Regions from separate parts of the Danio rerio genome. Here region 1 is linked to region 2. The links are chromatin contacts, called in public Micro-C maps. All regions are on one chromosome and are shown on one strand. Each heading gives the region's core, a stretch centred on a gene start, on an enhancer-like site or on the middle of the called end of the contact. The rest is flanking DNA. Distances are from core to core; before and after follow the strand shown. Region 1 holds the start of lsm12a (LSM12 homolog a). Region 2 holds the start of hdac5 (histone deacetylase 5).

Region 1 (7,406 bases), core at 668-3,167, 130 kb after region 2:
TTTATTGTGTTCTTTCGACGCTTTCATGTTGCGACAATACAAAGGTGTGTATACTAACTGCTACACACGTGTATATAGGGTGCATATATGTGTACACATGTGCAATACACGCTATTTGAGCAATCTATTACTGTGACTATTAATCATTAAAAATTGCTGTCCCTTTGACTCCTGCTGTTCGTCACTTCTTTGTAGTAATGATGAACTGTTTAATGCTCTGTATATGGCCGATGGTGATGCAGATGTATCCGTCCTGTCCAGTTATATATTTTCTGCATATCACCTTCAATTTCTGAGTTTATTTATTTGTGACAGCTGTTTTACTGAAGCTCATTTACTTCAGCTCGTGTTTATGGCGTCTTTACAGATTTTTCTATATTTGAATGGCCGTTTAAATGAATGATTAATGGTCAATACTAAATTGTTACTTTTATTAATGCAGTTTAATTATACATGTATTTATAGCTATATTTATTTTGGATTGAAATAAGAGAAATAGAGATATTATAAGTATTTTATAATAAATATAGTTAATAATTATTTAATTCTCATTGCAGTTGAAGTCAGAATTATTAAACCCACTGAATTATTAGCCCCCTTTTTATTTTGTTCCCCAATTTCTGTTTAACAGAGAGAGTTTTTCAACACATTTCTAATGATTATAGTTTTAATAACTCATCTCTAATAACTGATTAATTTTATCTTTGCCATGATGACAGCAAATAATATTTGACTAGACATTTTTCAAGACTCTTCTATACAGCTCAAAATGACATTTAAATGTTTGCTTATGTTAATTAGGTTAGCTAGGCAGGTTAGGGTAATTAGGCAAGTTGTTGTATAATGATGATTTGTTCTGTAGAATATCAAAAAAATATAGCTTAAAGGGGCTAATAATTTTCACCTTAACATGTTTTTTAAAAGATTAAAAACTGCTTTTATTCTAGCCAAAATAAAACAAATAAGACTTTCTCCAGAAAAAAAATATATTATCAGACATTCTGTGAAAATTTCCTTGCTCTGTTAAACATCATGTGGGAAATATTAAAAAAAAAAAAAAAAAACTCTAAGGGGGCTAATAAGTATGATTTCAACTATATATATATATATATATATATATATATATATATATATATATATTTTTTTTTTTTTTTTTTTTTCATATAAAAATGTTTGAGATAACCTTTTAATGTATTTAATGATGCATGTGGCACGTTTTTTTCTGCATAACACTAAATGTTAAAACAAAATAGCAAACCTAAAGGCTATATATATATATATATATATATATATATATATATATATATATATATATATATATATATATATATATATAATCTCAAAGAAAATAAATAAAATAAATGAACAAGTGTTTTAAAAATATCTAAACTTTTTAAATAAAAACTATTATCGCTATTATTTGACATTTTTTGTTCAAATATTTTTTTTATAAAAATATGACAATAATATTTTATTCTAAATACATAATATAAACAGCAAATAATTACTGTATTTTACTGTAAGTGATGCAAATAAATATTTTTCTGATTTAGACAAAAAGGCATAACAAATGGCTATGATAGCAGGTTTTCCCCACTGTTTCAAATTTCAGTCATTTTAAACAGACTTTTTCTGAAAGAGAAAAAAACACCTCATTCAGGTGCCAGAAGATAACCGCTGTCTCCCATATCATTTCAAAATACTCGTCCGAATAAAGCAGGAGGCGCGGATGAATGAGTGCTGTAGTAAATATATTCACGATCCACTACTCCATAGTAAAGTGGGCGTGACCTCGCTTGCGGCGGGTTTTTTTTGCGTCACTTCATTCATTCACACGCCACGCCCACCCACTCGCGCTCCCATCCCGTGCTGACGCGGCTGCGCGTGTTTACGTGCAGCGACTGCTCCGTTTCCTGGCGGAGAAGATGGCGGCTCCTGGACCAGGAGAGTATTTCAGCGTCGGGAGCCACGTCTCCTGCCTCACCTGCCTGGGGCAGCGCTTGCAAGGAGAGGTCGTCGCTTTCGACTACCCGTCCAAGATGCTGACGTTGAGTATCCTTTTGTCGTCGCGGCTTGTCATTGAATCGTCGGGATTCACAACTGTTAGAGGCCTGGTTTGTCAAAGAGGTTTGCTGCGGGGTGAAGTGAGTCCACCAGGCATTCGCTTCCGTGTTTCGCGCATGTCGAGTCAGGTGGTGCTCTTTTGGATCTGCGATTGGTTGCCACGTTTATAACTATGGCTTTTAGTTGATGGCCTGCAAATATTAGCACACATTTGGACTCGGGCGATAGGAAATGTAGATTTACTTTGATGTTTTTCAGCAATGTTGTGTTTTAGACGTCGTGTAAGAGCTTTTGTGTAGTTCTACTGGGTCCTCATGTTCAGAAAACACTCGAAAATGTCTGACAAGAATGCTGTAATGAATATTTCCTAACTTAGATGTTTTATAGATTGTTTGATTGCTGGTCGGTTTAGCTCGTGTGTATAAATTGTGCGGTTTTAACGCTCACAGAGACCACATGGAATTGACATTATTTTTGCTGCGGGGTTTTTGATTCATTCAAATGAGTCGAATCTTTTGAATCAACTCCCTTGTCGTTTCTGTAGATTCTGTTGTCATTGGTGGTAGCAGAGTGTGTATAAGTATTATTTATATTTCATAGTACGTATGCCACTTGCTCTTATATTAGTGTAATTGTCATTTTAATGTCACATAGTCGTCTATCATGTTTGCGAGTCCCTAAAGCTTCCCACATTAACACATGCAATACATTAAACTTACTGTTTGACATATTATTTTGTTGGAAAGACAACGAGATTGTGCACTGAGGTGAACTAGAATGATTCGTTTACATAAAAGATGCTCAACTTGACTCAGTCGACCGGGTCCACGAATCGTTTGCCTGATTCATTAACGAACATACAATGATATTAAACAGCTGTGGAAATAAGGCATGTAAATCCAGAAATGTCTGCAAAATTATTAAATCTAGCCCTATTTAGAAACCTATGGTGCTTGTCTCCTAAACAGGAGGGTTTGGCGCGTTTATTTCCAGCATCAGTCTTAGTCACTAATGGAGGTGAATGAGAGTGGACAGGCTGTCAAGCACACATTGCTGCTTTTCCCCGCACGCTTCTACGCATGCGTGCTCAGGGGGCGTCAGCTAGCTTGCCTTGAACGCTAACGTCTCTCTGCCTGACGTGCAGTAGTATGTGTAATGTGCACATCACAATTAGGCATTCTAGTTTGCGTTTTACATGCATCATTCTCTATTTTTATTATGGTTTTGGTCATGACGAGTGGTTTTCTTGCTAACCTGCTAATGTGCAGCCATTCATTTACATTAAGTCACTTCATGTCATACTATTTAATTTAGTCGTTTGTACTAACTTATATAGGGAGAAAATCTTATATAAATATACGTATAATATAAGCATTATATTTAATATTGTATTGTGAGATTACTCTTTCAGATGGTTGGCCTAGTCATGTATTTTATTGGTTTACACAAGTGATGATTAACCATCTTCACAAGTCTCTATTAACTGAATAGTTTTGACCAGACTGACATCTGTATATGTGGAGCTTTCCAGAATCAGTAAGGACAAGCTTCTATTTTATTCGTTTAACATGTAAACACACTCTTTGCAGCTCAGCAATTAAACAGACAAACAAATGGTTTCTCTGTTTGAGGGATTCGTCCCAACCTTCTGCATCAGGCCGTACTCACACTATGTACAGTTGCCTCGAACCGGGCCAAAGCACGCTTGTCCCCCCTCTCGTCTCCCCCGACGGCCCGCACTCACATACATCCGGGCCTGGGCACGCTTACATCATTGCTGCTGCGCTGTTCAGTGAGCGCTCTCGCTCAGCACAGTGGAGATTTCTCTAGTTATATTGTTTAAGTAGTATGATATGCAGTGTTATGCAGTCAAATATTTCGCCAAACTCTCCTTAGGGATGCGGTGACACGCAGTCAGATATTTCGCCGAACAGATCTGCCAACAGTCATGAAGTCCTCGTGCTGCAGGAATGAGGAGGTGTGCTGAAGGTGCTCAGCTGTCGTGCATTGAGGTGTCTGTGTATTTAATAAACTATGGCAGTTTGTGTTCATTGAACAGTAAGATTGATTAAAAAATCCATGAAACAGTCCCTTAAAGTCACGTCTTGCTTTCAGTTTTGGGCTTTGGCGCATTTTGCACTCACAAACGTACCGCGCCAAAGCCCAAGTTAACCATGCTCAGGCCCACCTCTTCCAACTGGGCCAGTGCCGGCCAAGTGTTCGGATAGCATAGTGCGATTAGGCCCTCAGTTGTCCATCAATTTTTTTTGTATTGATTGGCGGCCTAAATCAAAGGTTACCATACACCAAATTTGTCCCGCTGGCCCAAGTTTGGATATCTTTCCTCTGTAATATGCATTTAGAAAATAGATAAGTTGTGTTTTTACTTTATGTTGGCTCAAATCACAGATTATATTTTACTCATAAATACAAATCTAAAAACAATTGGGTTATGTGTTTAAGTAATTCTAGACAATAGTTTTGTACAGTTAGCATGGAAAAATTCAATAGGTATTCCATCAGCGCCTCAGTTTCCTCAGCAAGTTGAGAAGTTTTAATGTTAGTACACAGACTTTAAACGTGGCATATAGATCATTAATATTGAGTGTTCCCACATATAATATTGTTTCATGGTTTGTTAACGCAACATTTATTTTATAACGCACAAATTATCGATCAGGCAAATAAATTAACTGATCACAAACAACATTCGCTGCAGATTCAATTTGACTTCTGAAAAAACAGAATATGCGATTTGAAAGATAATACACATCCCCTTCACTCAGTTTTTGAAGTGTTACTATCAGGATGCAAGTTTAAAATTCCTAGAGCCTATAAGAAAGGCTTATTAAAAAGTCGTTCATCCCAATTGCAGTTGTTGTAATAAATTGGATCACTGTTTAATGTGAATGGTGCGGTTGTTAAGAATGATCTGCAGTAATATGCATGAGGCTAATTTAAGTTTTTAATTCATGTTGTTGTCTTGATGAGTGTTGCTGTTATGTGAGTGCAGTATGGTTGCATGCAAGTTACCAGTGTTAAGGACGAATTTTCTTTCAGTGCCAAGCAAAGTGAACAGTAAAGTTTAAACTAAAACTAAACAAAAAATGAATGTTTCTAAAATAATTCAAGATGTGTTTTGTGTAAAAATCTACATTATCATTGTATGGCTTCCAATACAAACTGCTTAAAAGGAGCCCTAAACTTCTGTGTAAGCAAACATATTCTGAGCTAAGAACCAGCTGAACACCTGGAGTCAGCTTAAACAAAGTTACATTTGCTGACAGCACTATCTTTGCTGCTTTGGTTGTATTCCTGTTTTTAGAATAGTTCTGCGACTGAAAACAACATTTGATCTGTTTGTTTAGTAGAACTACCTCCATTAAACATCATCTCAAACTATCCGAATAACTTAAAATCGGCATTAACTCATCAGCCGTGAACACACTCAGTCTGCTGTCGGTTGTATATACGGCTCATATCTGATTGCAGTCTGTCATGTTAGTAATCAGACTCCGCCATGACACTCATCTCATTACTGACAGACATTCATTCAGTCATTTTATCCTGTTTGGTAACATGAGAGGCCACGCATGAAACCAGAGTAGAGACATGCATGGTATGGCTTACAGCTGACATGTCGCATCGGTGGGCCCTTGTCACATTTCCGCATTTCTCAGTAGTGGAAAGGGTCATGGCATGCTTGGGTAAACTTAGAGCGCAGTGAATGGGAATGTACCACCAATATATTTTGTTACAATCCTATTCGCTGAAATAATGAAAGAGGAAGGTGTTATCAAGACTTTCAGAAAAGGGCTGATAATGGCAGCCAGAAGAGAGAACAACAAATGTACTGTCCTGCTCCCATACTCTCTGTGTTTCTCAGTACTGGGTTGTGACTGGAAGGGCATCTGCTGCGTAAAACATATGATATAATAGTTTGCGGTTCATTCCACTATGGTGACCTCTGATAAATAAGGAACTAAGCTAAAGGAAAAGGAATAAATAAATGAATATTAAAAACTTTCAAGGATTTAAGATGCTGATAAACATTAAACACACCATAACAGTCTTGTAAAAAGGATGCACTATTGTGAGCTTCTATCTCTTTCTCTATTGCATTTTTTATGATCAACGCATAAATGCCAGACACCTTGACTCATGTGACCAGAATGTGCCCCGTCCAGCGGTAAACCCAACCTTAGCGATGTGATGCTTGTTAACTTGGCCTATGTGTCCGAGGTGGACATCATCACTGACCGTGCTGAAACTCCTCCCCCTTTAGCATCTCTCAATTTTAACAAGGTAAGTCCATTTATTTTGCTTAAGCCCCTTTTACACATACAGACCTTTCCGGAAAATTACCGACAATTTTCCTGAAAGGTCTGTATGTGTGAACAGGCCCTTTTTGTAAATACCTGTAAATTAGTTCTGGCTATTTTCTGGAAAGAAAAGTTGTAACATTACTAGTAATTTGTCGGAATGCAGCGCTGTGTGAACGCAGAAGGAAGATTGCCAGAAAGTGAGCGTTTACGTCTAGAACGTGCTGACATGAGGCGTCTACTTTAGCCAATCAGAACACTCAGATGCATTCACATCTGCATGGTTTGAGAATAAAAGCCTGTGGATATGCTTCCAGACATATTTAGCTGCTAGATTTTAATCAGATAACGTTTCTTTGTTCCTTCTTAATGCCAACTGTGTATAAAAAAAATCAATTAAATGCTTATGATAAGCCATTGTTTGTTTACCTTCAAGCTCTGACGCGTGCGCACGTGAAGCAGCCGGTGAAGCATGCATCTTGACATGCGAAAGTCTTCCTCTATTTGTATTCATCTAAGTTGTTCTCGATAATGATCTAACCACAGAGTTTGTAATGAAGTCATATGTTTATAAATACAAGCGCAGCCGTTTAGAGGTCTTACCTGGGTAATGATGTCAGAATTTACAGGTATTTTGGAATAGATGTGTGAATGCTCTTTTCCATAAAAATTCCGTAAAGTCCTTGCCAGTGTGAACAGTGCTTTTTTTTTTTTTTTTTTTTTTTTTACAATTTACTGGTAAAGTCATTCCAGTAGTTTTCTGAATATTTATTGTTATCACTGTGTGAAAGAGTGTGATTGTCATCATAGTTCAGAAAAAAAAAAGAAAAATTTTGGCATTTATTTGTTTTTCACAAACTGGTATGAGAATGCTCTTGGTCCCATCCAGACTCGTCAGCGCTACCAAGCCGACCAATCACAGAGCTTGCGCTACGCGTCGTTGCGACGTGTAGTTACATTTTTTTTAGAGGTGCACGTCAGCGACGGCCACTGTGTAGGACTATGCGTCAACGCTGTAGC
Region 2 (7,743 bases), core at 297-2,796:
CTTGTCCTATTTTAACTGCTATGCTAAATAGTGAAAATAACCCATCAAAAAAAGGTTTTAAGACCAACTGGAATCCTCTGTTGGCTCTCGCTTCGATGTAACTTTAGTTAATCAGTTTTGGCCAGTGCACACTATTATTTTTCATGAGTCCAACATCCGCAAGAAAACATACAATCTGATGTAAGTGAAGTCATATTTCTCTGCTGTATTGCTTTTAAATATAGAAAATATTTACAACTTTTATTCTAAATCTTAAACCTTATTCTTGGAAAAAAATTACCAAAGAAAGGTGTGAAGCACCAAAAAGTAGCCCATATTAAAATTGATTTAAATACTATTTTGGCTATTGTTGTTATCCATGAATATCCAAATTAACTTTTTTACAAGAGAGGAAAGAAAAATGTGAAGCTCTACATTATTATTATTATTATTATTATTATTATTATCAGTTTTATTATATGTTTTAATCATTTTTTACTGAAATGGACAAATTGTGACTGAGGACAGTTGAATGTCCTGCTCAGTTTGTTGTTTGCCTAAAACAGGGGTGTCAAACTCAACTCCTGGAGGGCCGAAGCCCTGCACAGTTTAGTTCCAACCCTGCTCCAACACACTTACCTGTAGGTTTCAAACAAGCCTGAAGGACTCAACTAGTTTGATCAGGTGTGTTTAATTAGGGTTGGAACTAAACTGTGCAGAGCTGCGGCCCTTTTGGAACTGAGTTTGACACCTGTGGCCTAAAATGACAGTAGGCCAGTTTTTAATTTTAAACTTCAACAGATTTCTATTTTTTTCCCCAATGATATATGATGTAATAAATTTGTATTATAAAAATAAGTCTTTTTTTCATCGTATTTCTTCTAAATCTTTAGAAAAAAAAATTTGGTACATCAAAAAGTGTAGTTATGATGACCATCCGACAAGCTACATGTAATTCAGCTAATAACAGTGCTTAAAATATCACTAATATGCAGTATTTAAATCTCATAATTAAACAGAAAATGAGGTGTATAACTGCAAAAAGAACCACCCCTTTCACCAGGCTGGCTATACAAAGGCCAGCATACCTATCCTTAAACAACCCTCACAGGAAACTGTAGTTTAGCTTTCTGGAAAACCCTCATTCTGTATGATTTATGTGCTCATAATTCACCATCTCCTTGTGCATTACCCATGTCATTATACACATATGTGTCCTAATGTCTCTCACACACACACGCACATCCTCTTCTCGCCCACCCCATTCTCCCCACGCATCGCACTAGCCTACTCCACGATCCACCGAGAGGGGGAGCCATCCTCCCCAAAACCAGTTTAGTTCCTGTTCAAAAATAAACGTATGAAAAAATAGAAAACAGCCGGTAAACTGAGGTCATGCTATGTAGCTGCCCCAGGCGCTCGGAGAACATCGTCATAATTAACAACGGTCTTCACCTCGGCATCTTTGACACCCGCGAGACCCGCTCTGCGGGTTGTAATCTGTCTTGTCGCGTGCTATTTTTAGAACCCACAGTCGTGGTCACGTGACCGTCGAGAGCACGTCATTAATGTTGTTGTTGGTGGAGAAGCTGCAAATATGGAGGAAAGAGAGTTGAGACAGGAAAAAATGTACTTTTCATGAACAGAGGGGGGAAATAGCTTCGCAAAAGTGATAAAGTGGAAGACGGCCGCTGAACTAAGACAGACCGTGACGCCGCGCGGAACAACAACAAGTATCAGGTAAAGTAGAAAGAAAGATTTACATCGTCTGATAGTGATGGTTTATATTCTGTCTTTTCCCTCCTGGATTTGACAACCACCGATAGCCGACGGTCCTACCCGCTGGGAAACACGTCGTGTTGACAGACGGTGGTTATTGTAGTGCGTTGAAACAACTTTACACCTTTTGCACATTGGCACTTTCGCACCCATGAACGAGCTTAAACAAACATCAGGAGTTTGTCTGATTTAGTCCGAGCAAAGAAACTATCGCCATTTCTTTGCCCGTGGGAATCGCCTGACGGGATGAGTTTGATATTTTCAGCACTATCAGTCTTTCTGTGTCATGTCCGAGCGGTTAGTACAGTCAGTTGAAGGTTGTACAGTAGAGCCCCGAAGATGTTCCTCTGAGCTGGAGGAGAGGAGATTATATCATATTCATCGTGGTCTTCTTTCATTGCGCAACGCTGTATAAAAGAATCTGGATGTCGGGCGAACACACCACTGTCATTTCTACAGCGATACCGCAAGGTTATTATACCGTTTTACAGACATCAGAACACGAATTGGCTGAAGCGCACGTCTGAAGTATTTTATCCCATGATTAACGCCTATTGTGTGTGTGTTTCGGTTTTAACACAGGTTATGTAATCTTGAGGATGATTATAGGTGAGAGATTAATTCATTTTGAGACTAAACAAAAGCAAGCTGAAATCTTTTCTCACGAGAGGGAACATTCTGTACTTTGGTGCAAGAGTTTGTTTAATTCAATACCATTAGTATCTGTCTGCCTGACTGTTAGTCAATCATTCAGGTTGCTTTATCTTGCATATCACTGTACATATCTTAGTTTTCTTATTCCTACAATGACATTTCCAGTAGTTAAAGATTTGGTTATGTGACAATATCTGCATTCACATAAGTCAAATTAAGGCTGTCCCTTCTTCAGCTTTTCACCTTACTTGTCAAGTGGGTTGACTGAGGACTCCATGTAATCAAATCATTTCTCAGTCCCCCCCCCCCCCCCCTCCTTATTAACTCATCATTTTAAGTCACGACTGCAGCAGTCCCGTGAATAGATTTGTGTATCGCTCATGCACCTACACTGACATTCTGTGACAGATGATTGACTCGTTTGTCGTGATTTGTGTGAATGGAAGGTGATGCCACGATAGCATTGTTGTGTGAGATCAGATGGGTGTAACAGTGAGCAGCACATCATTGTAGGTTTGTGTTGCTCGGACAGGTTCAATTATGTAACATTAATTGGGTTAGCTGAACGGCAACAATTATTCTTTTGGTTGCACTTTATTTGTAATGCTTCTGAGAATCTAAGCGTATAACTTTTAATGCTTTTTTTATGTGTGCATTTTGAAGATTATCGCTTTAATGTGTGTTTTAGGCCAACCATTAAAGAAGCTTAAAAAGCTGTGTTTTGCCGTTTGGGATGTGAGCGGGGTCGGCTGATTGCACATATGACCATGCTCAAGGATATAAGCACAATCCTCCTTAGTCACGTTTATTAGTGAGTTGACGGCATTAGTTATTTCCAGGAAATGACGCCCTTTTCACTGCTTATGGATCTGGTGAGGACCACCATCTGTTGTCAAAGAAGAAAAAAAGTGTTCCTTAAGACTTAGCATTGGAAAAGCAGTAGATACACAGATGCATCTTTGTAGTTTTCGAAAAGTATGAAAGGTTTATGTGATCAGGACTGATTTGTTATGCAAAATCAACTGGACTATTTTTAACCTTAACTGTTATACTGCTCTGTGACTTAAACATGACTATGTTTTATATAATGTTAGCCTAAGGTGTGGACATTAAGAAAACATAGTTGAGGATAGGGCTGCTTGATTAATCAAAAAAAGATTGTGATCTCGATTCAACCCTAAACATCAATCTTAATCCAGGAAGTAAAATTTGCATGTATGTTTTTTTTTTCTCAGTGATGGCAGCCATGACATGAACCGCTTAAACATAATAATTCCGAGTTATGAATAGTTGTATTCTGATGTAATCACTTTTCTGTGCATTAAGAACCAGGACAAATTTAAAGTCTATACAAAATGTAGCATTTTAACCAATAGCAGGTCTAACCATTGGCCTAATGTTGTTATTGTTGTTTTACCATATGTTTGAGATATAACATTAATAATAGGCTACATGTATTAACCTTTTTCTACAGAATCGTGAGAAATCGTGATCTTCAGTTTAAGCAAAAAAATCTTCATTTTAAAATTCTCATTTTAGCCAGAATCGTGCAGCCCTAGTAGATGATTTGTCATAAATTATTTGCACCCCCATCCTGAACACTTTCCCCAGTATTTTTTTATCTAACTGCTGTAATAGATTTACTTAAAGGAGTATGTGAGATTTCAAAGCCTGTAGACTTTAATACTTTGATTTAAAAATAATTATATTTAAGTTTTTACATTTGTCACTTCTCCAGCTTCTCCAGTTCAAATTCCCCATTCAGGGATCAAAGAGTAAACATGAATTTCTTCATGACAGCGACAGAACAACATATCCCTTTGCCTTATTTTACATCATCCTTATCCAAACTATATGCAGAGGATAAAAAAGGAGGGGGGGCTATTAACAATAAAAATAAACTCTATAGAAAAAAGACATTAGGTTGAATGGGTGTAATATATTCATTTGATTTAAACCACAAGTCAACAAATTTATCTTTTTGGTTATGTACACTATATGTAATTTTCTTCATAATGATTATATTTTTCAAAATATCTATCAGATCTTGCATTTGTGGTGGATTAGGTTTATATCAGCATCTAGTAATGGCTTTTTTACTTGAAGCAAGGATGACTCTAAACATGTATTTGTATTTTTTATTTTGAAGAAATCCATTGGCAGCATACCCAAATAAAGTATCTTAAAGCTGAAATCAATTGGAGTATTTATGATATTTTCTAAAATACTACGTATCTCTTTCAAAAAACTTTTAATATTAGGACATTCCCAAAATATGTGAAAATGATTAGCGTCTGATCCGCAGTGCCTCCAACAATTTGAGTTCCCATGGAATGACATTTTCTGTTTTGCAGTAAGGAAAAAACTAATAATATTTCTCCAGCAAAATTCTCTCCAATATGAAGAACCGGAAGTAACTCATTGTAATTTACATATATTTAGCCCATCCTTATTTGAGATGATGGTACCACTTTCTTTCTCCCATTTTTCTTTAATGTAATACTTTGATTTTCAAGAAAAAATTCAAACCCTGTGGTGTTTGCTGGGAAAATTATTAGTATGTAACTTTTACATGTCTTCCCAAAAGTTCCATAACACATGAAACAAATGCTTAACGCACAAATGCATAAAGCTTAATGTCTAGCAACACCCCTGACTGTTCCAGGCAAGTTTAATTCATGAGTTAATTCCAAGTAGAAGGATTTGACATTATTGGTTGTAAATGAATTTGGCTCTTGGGTTCCATTTGCAATGGAATTCAAACTGAAATTACACCAATGATTTATTTTTTGAGTGTACAATAACGTGACTAACTAAGTAAGGTGTTAATTCAAACTAAAACACACGCAGCCAGCTCCATGTAGTCTAAAAAATATGTTATAGGGAAACTATCATTGCAGTTTAAATTTGATTACCCCACATTGCTGAAAATGCTGGGTTCAACACAATCAATTTGTGTTGAAACAACATGAAGGACTTAAGTTAACTTTTTAGAATTAGAATTAGAATGTTACAATTTTAAGTGGATTGAACGTAAAACAATTAAGTTGTCCCAAAAAAAAAAAACGAAATTATTGTGTTGTTGCCAAACAATTTAATTATTAGTTTGAACAAACAGCAAATATCATTTTTTGAGTGCATCTGAAAATAACACGTAGGTGTGATTTTGCAGATCTTGTTTAATGTCCACATCTCTATGATCAGAGTCTTCATACTGTAGCTGCTAGTTTCTCACCACTGTCATTTCTCTGAGAGGAAAGAGTGTTGCACATATTTACGTATTCATCGGATTGTTGAAAACTGAATCACCTTCAGTTAATGGTCAACTGTTGGTAAATGTCTGTAAGGTTAGTTTGTTTGGTGTGTTCCACATGTTGTCTCTTGTCAGGCTCATGTCAGAGAGAGTTTGCCAGCTTCAACATTCATTCATTCATTAATTTTCTTGTCGGCTTAGTCCATGATCATGGGTCGCCACAGTGGAATGAACCGCCAACTATTCCAGCATATATTTTACGTAGCGGTGCTCCAAAATCTCATTCTTGTCGGCTTAGTCCCTTTATTAATCCGGGGTCGCCACAGCGGAATGAACCGCCAACTTATCCAGCAAGTTTCTATGCAGCAGATGCCATTTCAGCCACAACCCATCTCTGGGAAACAGCTTCAACATGTACTGTAGTATTAGTGTCCACTGTTGTGAAAAAGAGCGCTTCGATTGGCTGTTCAGTTACAAATTAGAGCAAGAGAATAAAAACTTAAGTGACAAAAACTACGCCAAGAGACAACACAAATAAGCTGGCTGATATTTAATCATATTTCTTAAATATTTGCAAGCGATATGGATTGTCAGGTATATTTGCACAAGCAAATTCCTCTGTGGTGAACAAGAAGTACTATGAAAATGGTATTTAAATGTTATGGTATTTAAATTATATTTTTAATGATTTACATGTATCAGGCATTAATTCTGATTTCCCTTTGTAGAATGACAGTACAGGTACTGCAATCTGCAGGTACGGACAGCCTTCTGTTCGGATTGTTGGTATGTTCTAGGTAGGGTTGCACGGTTTACAGGTACTATGGTAGTATCGTGATAGTAGTATCATCATTAATTGACTATCTACAATAGATAATGCCACATTTGGAAAAGGCACTAAAATGCTCACACGTTTGTGCAACAATAAACCATTTTATTTAAATAGTCTGTATAACCCTTTAAGGTTGCAAAATTATGTAAAATTTAGTCCTTTTTGGTAGTCTATTGCATGTTTTCTGATGCTTCAGTCTGAACGCACATCTGAATCGGTTCATTTTTGTCCCGTCATTTAGCTACAACAACTGCAACAATCTCTTAAAAAGAATGACTCATGAAGTGAAATTTTTAATTACTTTGCATTTGTACCTGATAAGACAAAAAAAAACAATAGATGAAAAGCCCAAAAGAGCAACAGAAAATATTGAAACAATCTTTGAGCACTTCATATAGCAAAATTTTGTTGGAAAATGCTCTTGTTGTTCTTTTAAAGAATTTTGTTTGGCATTATTTGTAACTATTTTTAATGTATTTTTTGTTGGTCTGTCATCTACAAAATAAACAAAAATAACTAATGCATTTTAGGTGAAGTGATGTGCTAAACTTTTTCAATAATAAGGGAATTATGAATTAAATTCAAGTAGATCTATTACGACATAAAATGTAGTATTTCTGACAATTTTCTTTATTTGGTAGATTTGATTTATGAATTACAGAATCGCAATACTACTTGGTATCATGATACTTCAGCTTATATAGTATCGTGACATGAAATAATTGTATTGCTAATTCTGGGCCTTAAGTGCAATAGTATCTGTCTGTGGACTGCAAGAGAGGGGCGTAACTTGAATTTATCAACATCCCATCGAAGCAGGCAAGATGCCACAACAAAATAATACGGAAATAATACTTTCTGTAGAACATTCATTCATTTTCCTTCAGCTTAGTCCCTTTATTCAGCAGGGGTCGCCACAGCGGAATGAACCGCCAACTTATCCAGCATATGTTTTACACAGTGGATGCCGTTTCTGCTGCAACCTAGTACTGAGAAATACACACATTCACACGCATACACCATGGCCAATTTAGTTTATTCAATTCACCTGATCCGGAGCCCCCTTTCCGGAGAACGTTTTCAGCAAATATTTTTATGTGTTTCCTCCAAATTTATCCTCAAACTATTCATTTGGTATATTATTAAATTCATTCATTTAGCAAGTCCATACGCTAACTTCTTCACCTGTTTTGTCATGACAGTTAGCCTACTCTGCGTCACCTCATGTTGTAGCAAATAACAGTAC

What was found. Hi-C and Micro-C count contacts between places; a contact is called where the count stands out from the background.
Region 1: a Micro-C map of caudal fin shows a contact between it and region 2, with 2.4 times the contacts expected there. The contact joins the promoter of lsm12a here to the promoter of hdac5 in region 2. A contact is called at or near these places in 1 of 18 Hi-C or Micro-C datasets (caudal fin) and 1 of 4 datasets of contacts at active chromatin or transcription factors (caudal fin).

The regions. Positions count from the first base shown.
Region 1 is chr3:21,729,053-21,736,458 of GRCz12tu, forward strand. It overlaps lsm12a (LSM12 homolog a), which reads left to right and starts at 1,918. Exons shown (of 5, transcript NM_214817.1): 1 at 1,918-2,052; 2 at 6,236-6,369. The coding sequence starts at 1,926.
Region 2 is chr3:21,599,323-21,607,065 of GRCz12tu, forward strand. hdac5 (histone deacetylase 5) reads left to right here and starts at 1,547. Exons shown (of 26, transcript XM_073944357.1): 1 at 1,547-1,719.